Linked DNA regions of Mus musculus: region 1 is linked to region 2. A link is a contact called in public ChIA-PET data. All regions are on one chromosome and are shown on one strand. Each heading gives the region's core, a stretch centred on a gene start, on an enhancer-like site or on the middle of the called end of the contact. The rest is flanking DNA. Distances are from core to core; before and after follow the strand shown. Region 1 overlaps Spef2 (sperm flagellar 2). Region 2 has its middle 42 kb from the start of Il7r.

What was found. ChIA-PET counts read pairs in DNA pulled down with a chosen protein or histone mark.
Region 1: a contact with region 2 is called in an RNA polymerase II ChIA-PET map of memory CD8 T cells, with 267 read pairs. The contact joins two enhancer-like sites. A contact is called at or near these places in 5 of 484 Hi-C or Micro-C datasets (CD4 T cells, CD8 T cells, Th1 cells and 1 more) and 4 of 115 datasets of contacts at active chromatin or transcription factors (CD8 T cells, effector CD8 T cells and memory CD8 T cells).

Annotation. Positions count from the first base shown.
Region 1 is chr15:9,699,143-9,705,687 of GRCm38.p6, forward strand. It overlaps Spef2 (sperm flagellar 2), which reads right to left. Exons shown (of 37, transcript NM_001305042.1): 10 at 5,231-5,399. Among named protein-coding and RNA genes, the nearest start is that of Spef2, 46 kb to the right of the region's middle. Within about 2 kb of position 2,984, at least 44 of the 459 cell types and tissues checked have an H3K27ac peak or open chromatin away from gene starts, as enhancers often do. A contact at or near this core is called in Th1 cells and memory CD8 T cells, where this site is marked.
Region 2 is chr15:9,568,361-9,575,101 of GRCm38.p6, forward strand. No RefSeq gene overlaps it. Among named protein-coding and RNA genes, the nearest start is that of Il7r, 42 kb to the left of the region's middle. Within about 2 kb of position 3,706, at least 31 of the 459 cell types and tissues checked have an H3K27ac peak or open chromatin away from gene starts, as enhancers often do. A contact at or near this core is called in Th1 cells and memory CD8 T cells, where this site is marked.

The sequences.
Region 1 (6,545 bases), core at 1,734-4,233, 130 kb after region 2:
GTAGTAGCATCAGACAACTTTTTTTTTTTTGGATTTCCTCGGTTTTAGTTGTTATATCTCCCTTTTCATTTCTGATTTTGTTAATTTGGATACTGTCTCCTTGCCCTTTAGTTAGTTTGGAAAATGGTTTATCTAGCTTGTTGATTTTCCCAAAGAACCAGCTTTTGGTTTTGTTGATTCTTTGTATCATTCTAGTTGTTTCTAATTGGTTGGTTTCAACCCTGAGTTTGACTATTTCCTGCCCTCTACTCCTCTTTGGTGTGTTTGCTTGTTTCTGTACTAGAACTTTCAAGTATGATGTTAAGTTGCTACTATGGAATCTCTGGATGAATCACCATCCCTGATCTCAAGCTGTACTACAGAGCAATTGTGACAAAAACAAACAAACAAACAAACAAACAAACAAACAAAAACATGGTATTGGTACAGAAACAGACAGGTAGATCAACGGAATAGAATTGAAGATGCAGAAATGAAACCCACATACCTATGGTCACTTGAACTTTGACAAAGAAGCAAAAACCATACAGTGGAAAAAAGAGAGCACTTTCAACAAATGGAAATGGCTCAACTGTAGAAGAATTCAAATTGATCCATTTGTATCTCCTTGTAAAAAGCTTAAGTTCAAGTGGATCAAAGACCTCTACATAAAACCAGATACACTGAATACAATACAAGAGAAAGTGGGAAAGAACCTTCAAAACAGGGGAAATTTTTCTGAACAGAACACAAATAGCTCAGGCTCTAAGATCAACAATTGACAAATGGGACCCCATGAAACCTAAAAGCTTCTGTAAGGCAAAGGACATTGTCAATAGGACCAAATGGCAACCTACAGATTGGGAAAAGATCTTTACCAACCCTACATATGATATAAGGCGAATATACAAAATATACAAAGATCTCAAGAAGTTAGACTTCAGAAAATCAAATAACCCAATTAAAAATGGGGTACAGAGTTAAACAGAGAATTTTCAAATGATGAATTTTGAATGGCCAAGAAGCACCTAAAGAAATGTTCAACATCCTTAGTCATCAGGGAAATGATAATCAAAATGATCCTGAGGTCTACCCCAATCAGAATGGCCAAGATAAAAATCTCAGGCAACAGCAGATGCTGGCAAGGATGTGGAGAAAGAGGAACACTCCTCCTTTTTCAGTGAAATTGCAAGCTCGTACAACCACTTTGGAAATCATTCTGGAGGTTCCTCCAAAAATTGGAAACTTTTCTATCTGAAGGTCTAGCTATACCACTATTGGGCATATACCAGAAGATGCTCCAATATCTAACAAAGACATGTGCTTTACTATGTTCATAGCAGCCTAATTTATAATAACCAGAATCTGGAAACAACCCAGATGTCCCTCAATGGAAGAATGGATACAGAAAATGTGGTACATTTACACGATGGAGTACTACTCAGCTATTAAAAAGGATGACTTCATGGCTTTTGCAGACAAATGGATGGAACAAGAAAATATCATCCTGAGTGAGATAACCCAAACCCAGAAGGACATACATGGTATGAACTCACTGATAAGTGGATAGTAGCCTAAAACTCAGAATACCCACTGTACAACTCACAGACTATTTGAAGCTTAATAAGAAGGAAGGTCAAAGTGTGGGTGCTCCAATTTCACTTAGAAGGGGGAACAAAATAATCACAGGAGGCATGGGGAAGGAAGGGCCTGACTGAGGGCGGCAAGGAGGGAAAGGCAGAAGGTTGGGGGAGGGGAGGGAAGGAAGGATGATCATGTATGGGGAATTAAAACAGGAGAAAAGTCCAGAGGGTCAGGAGAATAAATAGAACTATGTATCAGGGGAGGGGCACAGACCACTAGAAAATCCCAGATGCCAGGGATGCAAGAGGCTCCCAAGACCCAATGGGGTTGACATTAGCTGAAATATCCAACAGTGGGGAGATAGAACCTTAACAGAACACCTCCAATAGATAGACATGGCCCCCAGTTGAAGGATGGGGCCATCTACTCATTTCAAAATCATTTACCCAGAATTGTTGCTGTCTAAAGGAAACACAGGGACAAAAAGTGGAGCAGAGACTGAAGGAAAGGCCATCCAGTGACTGCCCCACCTTGGGATCCATTCCATCTGCAGATACTAAACCCTAACACTATTGCTGGTGTCAAGAAGTACTTACAGAGAGAAGCCTGGTATAGCTGTCCTCTGAGAGGTTCTACCAGTACCTGACCAATACAGATACAGATACTCACAGCCAGCCATCGGACTGAGCACAGGAACCCCAGTGGAGGAGTTGGGGGAAGGACTGAAGGAACTGAAGAGGATACAACCCCATAGGAAGAACAACAATATCAACTAACTAGACCCCCCCCCAGAGCTCCCATGGACGAAACCCACCAACCAAACAGTAAACATGAGTGAGTCCATGGCTTCCATTACATCTGTAGCAAAGGATAGCCTTGTCTGGCATCAGTGGGAGGAGAGGAGCTTGGTCCTGTAGAGGATTGATGACCCCGTGAAGGGGGATGTTAGATGGTTGAGATGGGAGTGGGTGGGAGGGTGGGGGAGCACCCTCTTAGAGGCAAAGTGGAGGAGGGATGGAGTTTTCAAAAGGGAGACTGGGAAGGGGAACAATATTTGAAATGTAAATACATTAAATAATTAATAAAAAGAACCATACACATGCATAAGGAAATTGTAAGGGACTTTTTATTTCTAACAAACAAACAAACAAACAAACATCAATAACAACAAAACCAAGGGAAAACAGCAAACAAAACTCAGCAAAGATGCTGCACAAAAAGAAGTGCACTGGGCTGACAGTAACAAACTCCTAACAAAAGTCAACAATTTCCTGCCAAAGAAGTATGCCATGGGCCCCAGGATGTGGGTAAGACAAGTGTGTTCCTGTGGTAATCATTTCCCAAACAAGAAATATAGTTAGAAACACAGAGCTTGGTTCAGTTGTGGCCTAACAAGTCTCCTGATTTATGAGAAAAAGAACAGAGTACACTAAACTGTTTTGAGGAACAAGTACTGAGTTGTGAATCAGCTAAAGCTGTCAGATGGTTCAGCTTTAGTCAGACAGCAATGGTTTCTTAATTGATGATGGAAAGAAATAGCTTAACATAGTTTGATATTTATCAAAAACATCTTTTCTCACTGGACTTTACTATACACACACACACACACACACACACACACGCACACACACACACTAGTTGTGGTGAGGGTAGTATTCCACAGCCACAGTAAATAAAAATCTATATGTAGCTCTTAAGGTTTTAGTCAGTTAAAAAATAAATAATAATCCTATCAAGGATATAAATACACTGTCATTTCATTAGAACAAGATGGGCGTGGTGCGTGCCTTTAATCCCAGCACTTGGGAGGCAGAGGCAGGTGAATTTCTGAGTTCAAGGCCAGCCTGGTCTACAGAGTGAGCTCCAGGACAGCCAGGGCTACAGAGAGAAACCCTGTCTCGGAAAAACAAACAAACAAACAAACAAACAAACAAACACCTATAAGGTTGCAGACCCCTTTAGCTCCTCCATTGGGGGCACTGTGATCCATCCAATAGCTGACTGTGAGCATCCACTTCTGTGTTTGCTAGGCCCTGGCATAGCCTCACAAGAGACAGCTATATCTGGGTCCTTTCAGCAAAATCTTGGTAGTGTATGCAATGGTTTCAGCGTTTGGAGGCTGATCAGGGGATTGGGGGGAGGAGAAATGGGGGACTTTTGGGATAGTATTGGAAATGTAAAATGAAGAAAATACCTAATTAAAAAAAGGAAAAAAAAAACAAGCAACAAAACAAAACAACAAAAAAAAAGAAAGGAAGAAAGAAAGGAAGGAAGGAAGGAAGGAAGGAAGGAAGGAAGGAAAGAAGGAAGAAGGAAGGAAGGAAGGAAGGAAGGAAAGAAAGAAAGAAAGAAAGAAAGAAAGAAAGAAAGAAAGAAAGAAAGAAAGAAAGAAAGAAAGAGACAAGATGTACATTTGGTTCCCCATAAGCATGTATAGTTTTCTTAACTTTACTGCAGTCTTAAATTCCTTGGATATCTACACGTCAGTGTTGTTTTGCCCACTGCCCTGGTCATTGCCATGAACTCCTTTTATGTGTCCATCCTCATAATTAATGCCTATCATCTATTCAATGACTGTCAGTGATGCACTAATCCCCTTTCATTCATTCCTATTTTCATTGTGTATTTGCTAACCTAGAAGCTAGCGATACTTGAAACCATAAGTGTTCCCATTCTGCACTCCATGGCTGTACCATTTTACCCAGAATCTGCATTCAAGAACACTGCTTTTATATCTTCAATTCTATGGGTGAAATGAAGTGTGACGGGGAGAGTTGGGGGATAAAATTAGTATGTATTGCTTTAATCTAATGCATAGTCCATTGGGCTACATATTTAACCTTTACCATCTAAAATGAACTTAATAAAGACAAAATAAGTTCATCAACAGCATCAGCATCATTACTTCATAAATTGAGGTATCAAATGTCTCCAGTGCTTAGAGATTAGAGACCAGAGGTCTACAGTTAGTTGTGAATAAAGTCCACTGTTTAATCCCAAAGGTTTCTGAATAACTTTCTAACAGGGAGGTGGTATTTCCATTTCCTTAAAACATTAGTGATTTCTTTGTTCTGAACTCTTAATATAAATATAACATAAAGTGGTATAAACCACATGTATTGTATACTTATATCAAATTATCATATTTATTTCATAAATATGTATAATTTAAATGTAAAATAACATTGAACTGAAAAAGTATACAGACTATGCAATTTTCATCCAAACTTTTATTATTTGAATAAAATACTATATGAATTTATGCCACTCTAAACCATAACCACTTTCTTTTCCATTTTTCCTATGAAACAATATACAATTGAGCTAACTTACTTTGAAAATTATCTTTTAACAATTGTTTTTGAAACAAAGGTAGACAGCTCATGAAAGAAAAATTCTAGCAAGGCATTCTTCTGACCCCTGCTTGCTCAATATATCACACTTAATTACTTTTAGACTGATCTAATATTACCATGAGCAACAAATAATAATGATGAGTACTCTAAGCAGGCAAAACTCAGTCATGTACATGAATTAACCCAGGAGAGAGTGTAAATGTAAATGTCTATTTTCATTAATAGGAGTTAAATAAAATGCCACAAATTAGCATTAAGAAAAAGAATTTATTATGATTTGTTCACCCAAATTATTACATATTAGTATGTACCTTATAATCTTCATAATCTTTGCTATCGAGTAAGTTCCTTTTCTTCACTTCTGCACGGTGATCCTCAGTGGGTTCTGTTTGTCCATGTGTAAGAGAAGTCTGTTCATATATGGGAATTCCACTAAAAAACAGTTCTTTCCAATCGTGCATCATCTTATGTGGAATAAGACTATTGAGACAAAAAGAATAAAGGAAGTGATCAATGAATAGTTCAGTGAAATACACACCTTACCTTAATCATTGGTCTTATGCTATATTTATATAGGTGACTGCCCTTAATTTGACTTAAACAGAAATGGTTATTTCAAACAATTTTAAGGATTATCACGTGTACAATGCCAGAATTACCAATATACATTAAACTTTTCTGTTACATGATAGGCACATAAGTAAACTGTTACCTTAAAGGAGCCTTGGCACCCATTTACTCTAGTCATTGCTTACAGGAGTAGAACGTTTGGCCATTTAAACCATGTCTTATGGTTGCAGTCATTTGCTACCAAAGGTGGGAATTAAGCCTTGGTTTTGGGGTCATGCTCATTGTTTTAGATAAACTGTTCTCTTAGAGCATGGACGGTAAGAATGGTTTGAAGAGCCAATAATACTAAGCAACATTTAATTCCAGATATTTTATGAGATACAAGAGCGATGCAATTCCTAGCCTCCGATAGCCAGCTCTGGGAAAAAGGAATTACGTAAATAAGAGGTTCAGCTGAGGATTATACAATGGGGGAAAGTAACAGTTTGACTTGACCCAATTTGTTGGTTTGAGAAGAAGCCTCGTTGAGGAAATGTCTGCTGGGCTGAAGCCTAGAGAAGGTACTCAGGACAGAGTGACCAGAAAACACCCTGGAGGGAGCAAAATGGGTGAGAGAGAGAGGCTGGCATGACTCCGACCGTGTCGCTAAAAGAAAAACAAACAAAATGGCTCATCTAGAGTTTGAAATCACAATTCAAAAATAAATGTATTTACAACATGGATGGATCTTGAAGAAATGCTACGTGAATAACCTTGATACAAAAGCACAGATACTTTATGCTTCCGTGAGTAGAATTTGCCTAGAAATGGTGTATTAGAGGATGTAAGTTAAAATAGAGACACTCAGGGGCTGGTAGAAGGGTTGTGGGGATCTGTTGATCATTGAGAACAGATGTAGAAACCTTTCTTGTTTAAAAGGCATGTGGTCGGTCAGTCAAATGTCTTGAAGAATCAGTTCTCATCCTATGCAGGCTTCGATTCTCTTTTCTCACTCCCTCACTTACCAGAGTGGAAAGCTAAAATCACCCGAGTTCCTTCTTGCAGTATTTTAACACT
Region 2 (6,741 bases), core at 2,456-4,955:
CTTGAGCAGATTTTGTTCTTGATGTTAATGAGTGTTTTTTTTTTTCAGTGCCAGTATGTGTAAACAGGCTTGTGTGCCCATGTATAATTTTATATCAATATAATAGTAAATTCTATTTTTGAATAATTTTTTCTATTTTGTGTTTGCCCTTGTACTCTCAATTTGTTCCTTAAATTTGGGATAATTACTTAGAGTGTATATTACACAGTTACACAGATTTGTGTGTGTGTGTATGTATGTATCTGTGTTCAGTTATGTGTGCATGAGTGTAGGTATCCAAGGAGGCCATTAGAGTTCTTGTACCAGGAATGAAACTAATTTTGAGCTACCTAGCATGCATGCTGAGAACTGAGCTCTAGTACTCTGTAAGAGCACATTCTTTAAAAAAAATATATTTATTTATTTACATTCCAAATGTTGCCCCCCTCCCCATTGAACCATCATGGCAGATCTCCTCCATATTTTTATATAGGAACATAGAATAATATGCAGATTCTGTATACATAAACAAATCTATGTAGTGCTAAACTAAGGCCAGTAATTGATGCTTCCCTAATCCTGAGCTTCGTATGTACTCAACAGTTTTATGTGTAAATTTCTCTAAGTAAGTTATTAGTTCTGTAGTTCAATAGCCCTTTTCTGTTTTATTAAAACACTACACTGCCATGTGTTACAAATATACTACAACTAATTCAATTATTTTTGTAATTGAGCTTTTATTTCCTAGTTACATAATTGTATACACACACACATATATATGTATATGTGTGTATATATATATATATATGTATATGTGTGTGTATATATATATATATATTTGGCCTTGAAATTTTCTGGTTTCTGCTTCTCAAGTGCTTGGGATAAGTTGTGAGCCATCACACACACCTTACTATATGTATACACCAAAAGGATCACAATTTAAATATGTAAAACATCAATGCTTATATCTATGTTTTTAAGTCTTCCCCTACATAGCAATACTAAATACAATTTCTGAGTAGACTTCAAGTATTTAATTTTAATAAATTTGTCATTTTGTTATTTTCTTGGTGTTGACTCTCACTTCAATCCTCTATGGGAGCAAATAAAAATATTCTAAATAGCATCCTAAGTGTAGTTTATGGACCAGACAGGCAGACAAGCAGGTCGAAGACAGACTTCTCTGAAACTGGAACCAGAGGGTATGATCCCCGGTGACTCAGATGTGCTTAACCCACTGAAAATCTTGTTTTCAATCACTTGCCATCGATTAAACTGGAGGTAGCGTCATCTACCATCCATCTCTAGAAGAACAGTTGCGGAACACAGCAGCAGGGGTTGGTACTGTGGTGGAAAGTACCAGTACTGGCAGACAAGCCTAGGATCAAAACAGCTTTGACATGGAATCCATGCACACATTTTTCTCCTTCAAGAAGAGCTCTGAGGCTGTATATGTAGCAGAAGATGACCTAGTCGGCCATCATTGCGAAGAAAGGCCCCTTGGTCTTGCAAACTTTATCTGCCCCAGTACAGGGGAAACACCAGGGCCAAGAAGTGGGAGTGGGTGGGTAGGGGAGCAGGGCGGTGGGAGGGTATAGGGAACTTACGGGATAGAATTTGAAATGTAGATAAAGAAAATATCTAATAAAGTAAAATTTAGAGAAGGAGGAGGAGGAGGAGAAGAAGAAGAGGAAGAACTCTGAAAATAGTTAAGTTTTCCTCTCAAGACTTCCTGGGAACGTGGTCCTCTCACACATTATTACCAATGCCATTACACCATTGTGCACCAGTCTAAGAGATGTGGTGCAAGTGGAACCATTTCCCAGCTCTGAATCTTAGTTTTTGGGGTTATGAGAATGCAGTGACATCAATGAGGGTTTATTTGACAGGGCACACTTGGTAAGGCAGACAGTGAGTCAGTGCCATTGGAAACTTTCAAACCCTTCTACGCAGTCCCATGGTTTGAATTATGACCATAAATCCACTGTTAAATGTGCAGTAGTGGGCCTTCTGGAAAAGTAAAAGCTACTAAGTTGACTTAGGTGCAGGGAGCTGACCAGCTGGTTTGAGATGCCTTGAAGATAGGATATAAAGTTAAATTTGTTGAGAGGGTGAGGTTTGATGACGTGAATAAACGTCTCTGACATTTTGGTTAGCTTTGGAGCCACTCACCATAATGCTGGTTCTTAGAAGTCTTCTTAGGTTGAGAATCCCTTACAGGAACTGAAAATGTGACTCAGAAGCTAGGGATCAGCTCCCAGTCCAACCTCAGGACTCAGAACTGCCTTCAACTACAGTTTCAATGGATCCAACACACTCTTTTCACCTCTGTAGCAACGTGTACACATGTTTGGATTCACACACATCACACACACAGACACACACACAGACACACGCACACACACACACTTAAATCTTAAAATGCCCCTTCTCTCCATCAGGAATGCAGTGCTGATTTCTTCTTTGTTGGCTTTTCATGAAGCCTAGGTTAAAAACATACAGAAATTTAATTGGACTCATTTGGTTCAATTCCACAAGTCTTTTAAACGTGGTTGTTCTAAGTGCCACCACTTTAAAACTGTGAATGGTCTTACTTTTAAAAGGAGATTTTCACATCCACCCACTTGCTCATGGGCAATGACCACCTAAAAGTGTTACCCAAGTATTTGAGAGTAAGAATATTGTCTTCATCGTTTCAAAGCAAGCCCTGCTGTCATGAGAGTACCTACTATTCCTTACTTTTCTTCTGATTTGCTCCTTTCTTCTGGTCACCCTCATTCTTGCTGGTAAAATCTGTCTCTGCTTTCTTCTAGCAGGTCCCTGTCTCTGGTGTGGCTAGAATGTGTGAGGGGGGAAGGACTCAGTCTCTCTTCCTTATCTGCCACTCTTTTGTAGAAGTACCAAGCATCAGATGTTAGGGAAATAGCATTTAGCATATACTTAAATTTTCTCTTTTTATGATGTTTTTTGAGATTATAACACAATTACATCAATTTCCTTTCCCTTTTCAAACTCTCCCATATACTCCTCCTAGCTCTCTTTAAATCCATGGAGTCTTTGTTACTGATTGTTTTTACATGCACATAACTGTAAACACAACCTACTCAGTCTGTATAATATTCCATACACACATACACGCACATATGCACACACACACACACACACACACACACACACACACACGTGTGTGCGTGCGTGTGTATGTGTGTGTGTGTGTGTTTGTGTGTTTCAGGGGTGACCATTTGGTACTGGATAACAAATTGCTGTTTTTCCTATGGAAGACTCTCTCTTCCTCTTCATTGCATTTCTTAGTTGCCTGTAGTTCTTTGTGTCAGATTTCTCTTTCCTGAGGCTATTAGCACAAGAAGGTTGTGGCAGAAGACAAATCCAAGTTGAAGAACACAGTGGCTGTAACTCTGCCAATGTACCTGACTGCTGGGTTCTGTCTGCTTTGTTCTATGCTCAGGATCCATTTTCTATAGGATGTTTGACTCCAGTTTATGACTTCTAAGTTCCAGAGTAGTGCTGAGGTTATGTTCCATCTATGGTGAAAAATCCAGGTTAGTGACAAACAACAGCTTGTTGTCTAGACGACACTGAACCATGGAACATCTGTGGGCTTCATGACTAAATGTCATCTGCTTGTTTCTTAAGGACAATCTAGGAACAGAAAGCTAGGAAGAAAACCCTCCTTGGCTTTGCCTAGGCCACTTCCTCCTGTTGTCTGGGGAGTTGAAAATAGAACTGAGGGCCATCTTGAGTGAAAGGAAGCAACAGTTACCATGTCGCAGGCAGATGGAGGAAGAACCATGTTCATTTTCAGTTTCAGTAATCACCATGTGAAACTCAACTCTAAGAGTCTTTGCTGTGGGATGCTGGAGGCTGGGTTGGGAAACAGGTAGAGAACAAGCAGACAGAAGGAGAACAAAGGGAAGTCTATGCACCTGCATTCCACAAAGCACAGTAAAGAAGGTTTTCAGAGAATGCATTTTAATTTTGCAAGTTTGATTTTACTTTGCAAAGAACAAAAGGCCATACTGGTGTCTGAAAACAAGGTGATTGCTGGGTATGGGGGTGGAGGTAGGTCACACTTTTGGACCATGCTTTCTAGACTCTTAAGAATTCCTGCAAGAGAAAGAGAAGTCTTTATGCTGTGGGGCTGCAGCCTATTTGGAAATGTCTTCCAGCTGTGGTTCCCACATCAACAGTCTGCTCAGAATTAATATCTAAATACCTATTTATTGTCATTTCAACTCCCTTATGCTATCTGTCATCATAGAAAGGGGACTGGCTGCAAAAATCTGAGCTGACTTTTCCATTTCAATTTATTCTTGTGGTTAAAATTGATGGGTAGGTAAAAGTGCATTGCTGAACATCCTCCTTTTGCTACCCACCTTGCAGGCAATTGTGTGATGCATCAAGAGATTGTGAAGTTTGTTTATGTGCTTATTCTCGTAGCCTGTCCTACTTTACCACGTCCAGGTTTCTTCAAGGCTCAACCTCGTCCCACGCAAGAGGCTCAATGTCTTTCTTCTACCCCTCTGTGTTTAGCATGTGCAGGCGATTAGGAAGCTGGCTATAAGAAGAGTTTTAGCTTTATCATTGATCTCGATGTACATCCTTAGACTTCCTGGGTTCAAATGCCTGGCAGTTGCAGACTAGTTAGTCATCATCCGGAGAAGACAGAAACCAATTATGTTATTTATACATGTTGTATATGTGTGCATTAAGTATAATATTCCTGCATATATGCAACCAGCCAAGAGGAAAATAGGAGATGGAGTGTACTAGTTAATCTGCTCAGTTCTGCCTCTGCCAGAGTGCTGCACTGCACTGATGAAAGAGACAATCTTGAATTCAGACTCCCAGAGAATGACATGTAAGGGGGCACAGGGCACTAGAGGGGTTAACAGTGATGGGGTATTGAGATTCTCAATGTGGAGACCAGTGGTTTGTAACTTACTTAAAATGATGTCCTCTGGAAAGTCTGACCATAGGAAAGTGACAAACCATAAGTCATGTAAAAGTCTCGTACACTATATTTATTTATTTTATGCAACGTTGGACCACATAGCATTATAAGACATTTGAATTAATCATTAACATTTAAAACCCAAGGGACTTTGCAAAATGTTCTGAATTTATTTTCAGCTAACATTTGGTAGTTGCCAGTTAACGTGTGCTCTGCCCCTTGTCATGCCAATAGCTAACCTTGTGCTATGGCCCTTTGCCAAGCTCTGTGACCTCCCTAGCTAACCTTGAGCATGAAGCCAATTGCTATTTATCATAAGGCTTGCTCTCCATTTTCAATTAAAGAACTTAAGGAGAGAGTGAACTATATCTTGTACTCCTTAAAAAAAATGGAAACGTTAGAAAAAAAAAAGACTAGGAAATCACTTTTAAAATATTTTGGGGGGAGTTATAATTACAATATTTATCCCTTTTCTTTCTCTCTCCAAACTCTCTTATATATTCCTTCTGCTCTCCTTCAAATCTATGGCCTCGTTTTTAATTGTTATTCCATGTACATATGACATATATGCATGTATATATATATATATCCTGTTAAATAATGTTACTTGTATGCATGTTTTCAGGGCTTCCCATTTGGCCATTGGTGTTCTCATCCTTGAGTAAGAACAACTCTCCTGCTCCCATCCTTCTTTAGTTGCCTATAGTTCTCTGTGAAGAGTTAAGCTTTTACCTATCCATTCTGTCATGTCCTTGTTCAGCTCACCTTTAGGAGGTCATATTGGTAAGACTTTATGGGTATAAGAAATCAATTTCTGCATTTCTGGTCTGTTGCATATTTTGAAGAAGACTACCCAGAAATCTGTATTTTCAGCCCATGCTCCAAATAGCCTCATAATCATGTAATAGGAGAAATCAGAGAAATTTTGCATACTGAATGTGCCTTCATTTGACCACTACATCAAACTTAGATGTATAAAAGAAACCTTTATTATTATGGCTCCTATGTTGCAGTGGCTTTGCTTGAGTAGTAGAGTCTCAGAACTCAGCTCTTTAGAGGTTTAATGTCTAAAATGTTTCTCAGACAAAGGAATTAAACTCTATGCGAGTTTCTTCCTGGTTAAAAATCCCAGATTCTTGCTAAATATTCATGCCTTGCCTCCTTTTGTTATATCCTGAGCATAGTAAAATACACCTTATATAAATGTTTAAAGGCCAACAGTGAGTGTATCTTTATCAAAAATATATTAAAAAAAAAACATTACGTGATAGCTACTTCTACTTCTTTAAGAAAATGTCATCTATTACAACTATGCTCATCAGCTTGAAGGAAGTTGCCTGCTTAAAATATGACAGTGGTCTAGTCTTACATGCCATTTTAAAGGAAGTTTCTAGTCTGTGGTCCTGGCAGAATGAATCAAACTCTTAAATGCAGAAATTCAGAAGAAACATGTAAGGGGTTCTTGTAGCATCTGGAAGCTAAGTGGTGCCTTCCAACGCACGGAGGTAGCATGCCAGCAAAGACTTTAATTTGCAGGGACTTTGGTACGAAATGGGCTCAGACAGTGAAAGTGGAGGGGAAGAAGACTAAGCTCTCCGCCTCCAGAGTACATGGTGAAGCCTGTCGTATACTAGAAGGATGTTGTGGTTTCTGCCTGGTTTGTGGGGGCATAGCAAGGTGAGGATGTTTAAGAAATGGTGAACAGAGTAGCTGTCTCCCTGTGGTTAGCCTGAAGTTAGCAAAAGATACAGCAAGTGTTTGAGCTGAAATGCTCAAGGCACACCTTTGAG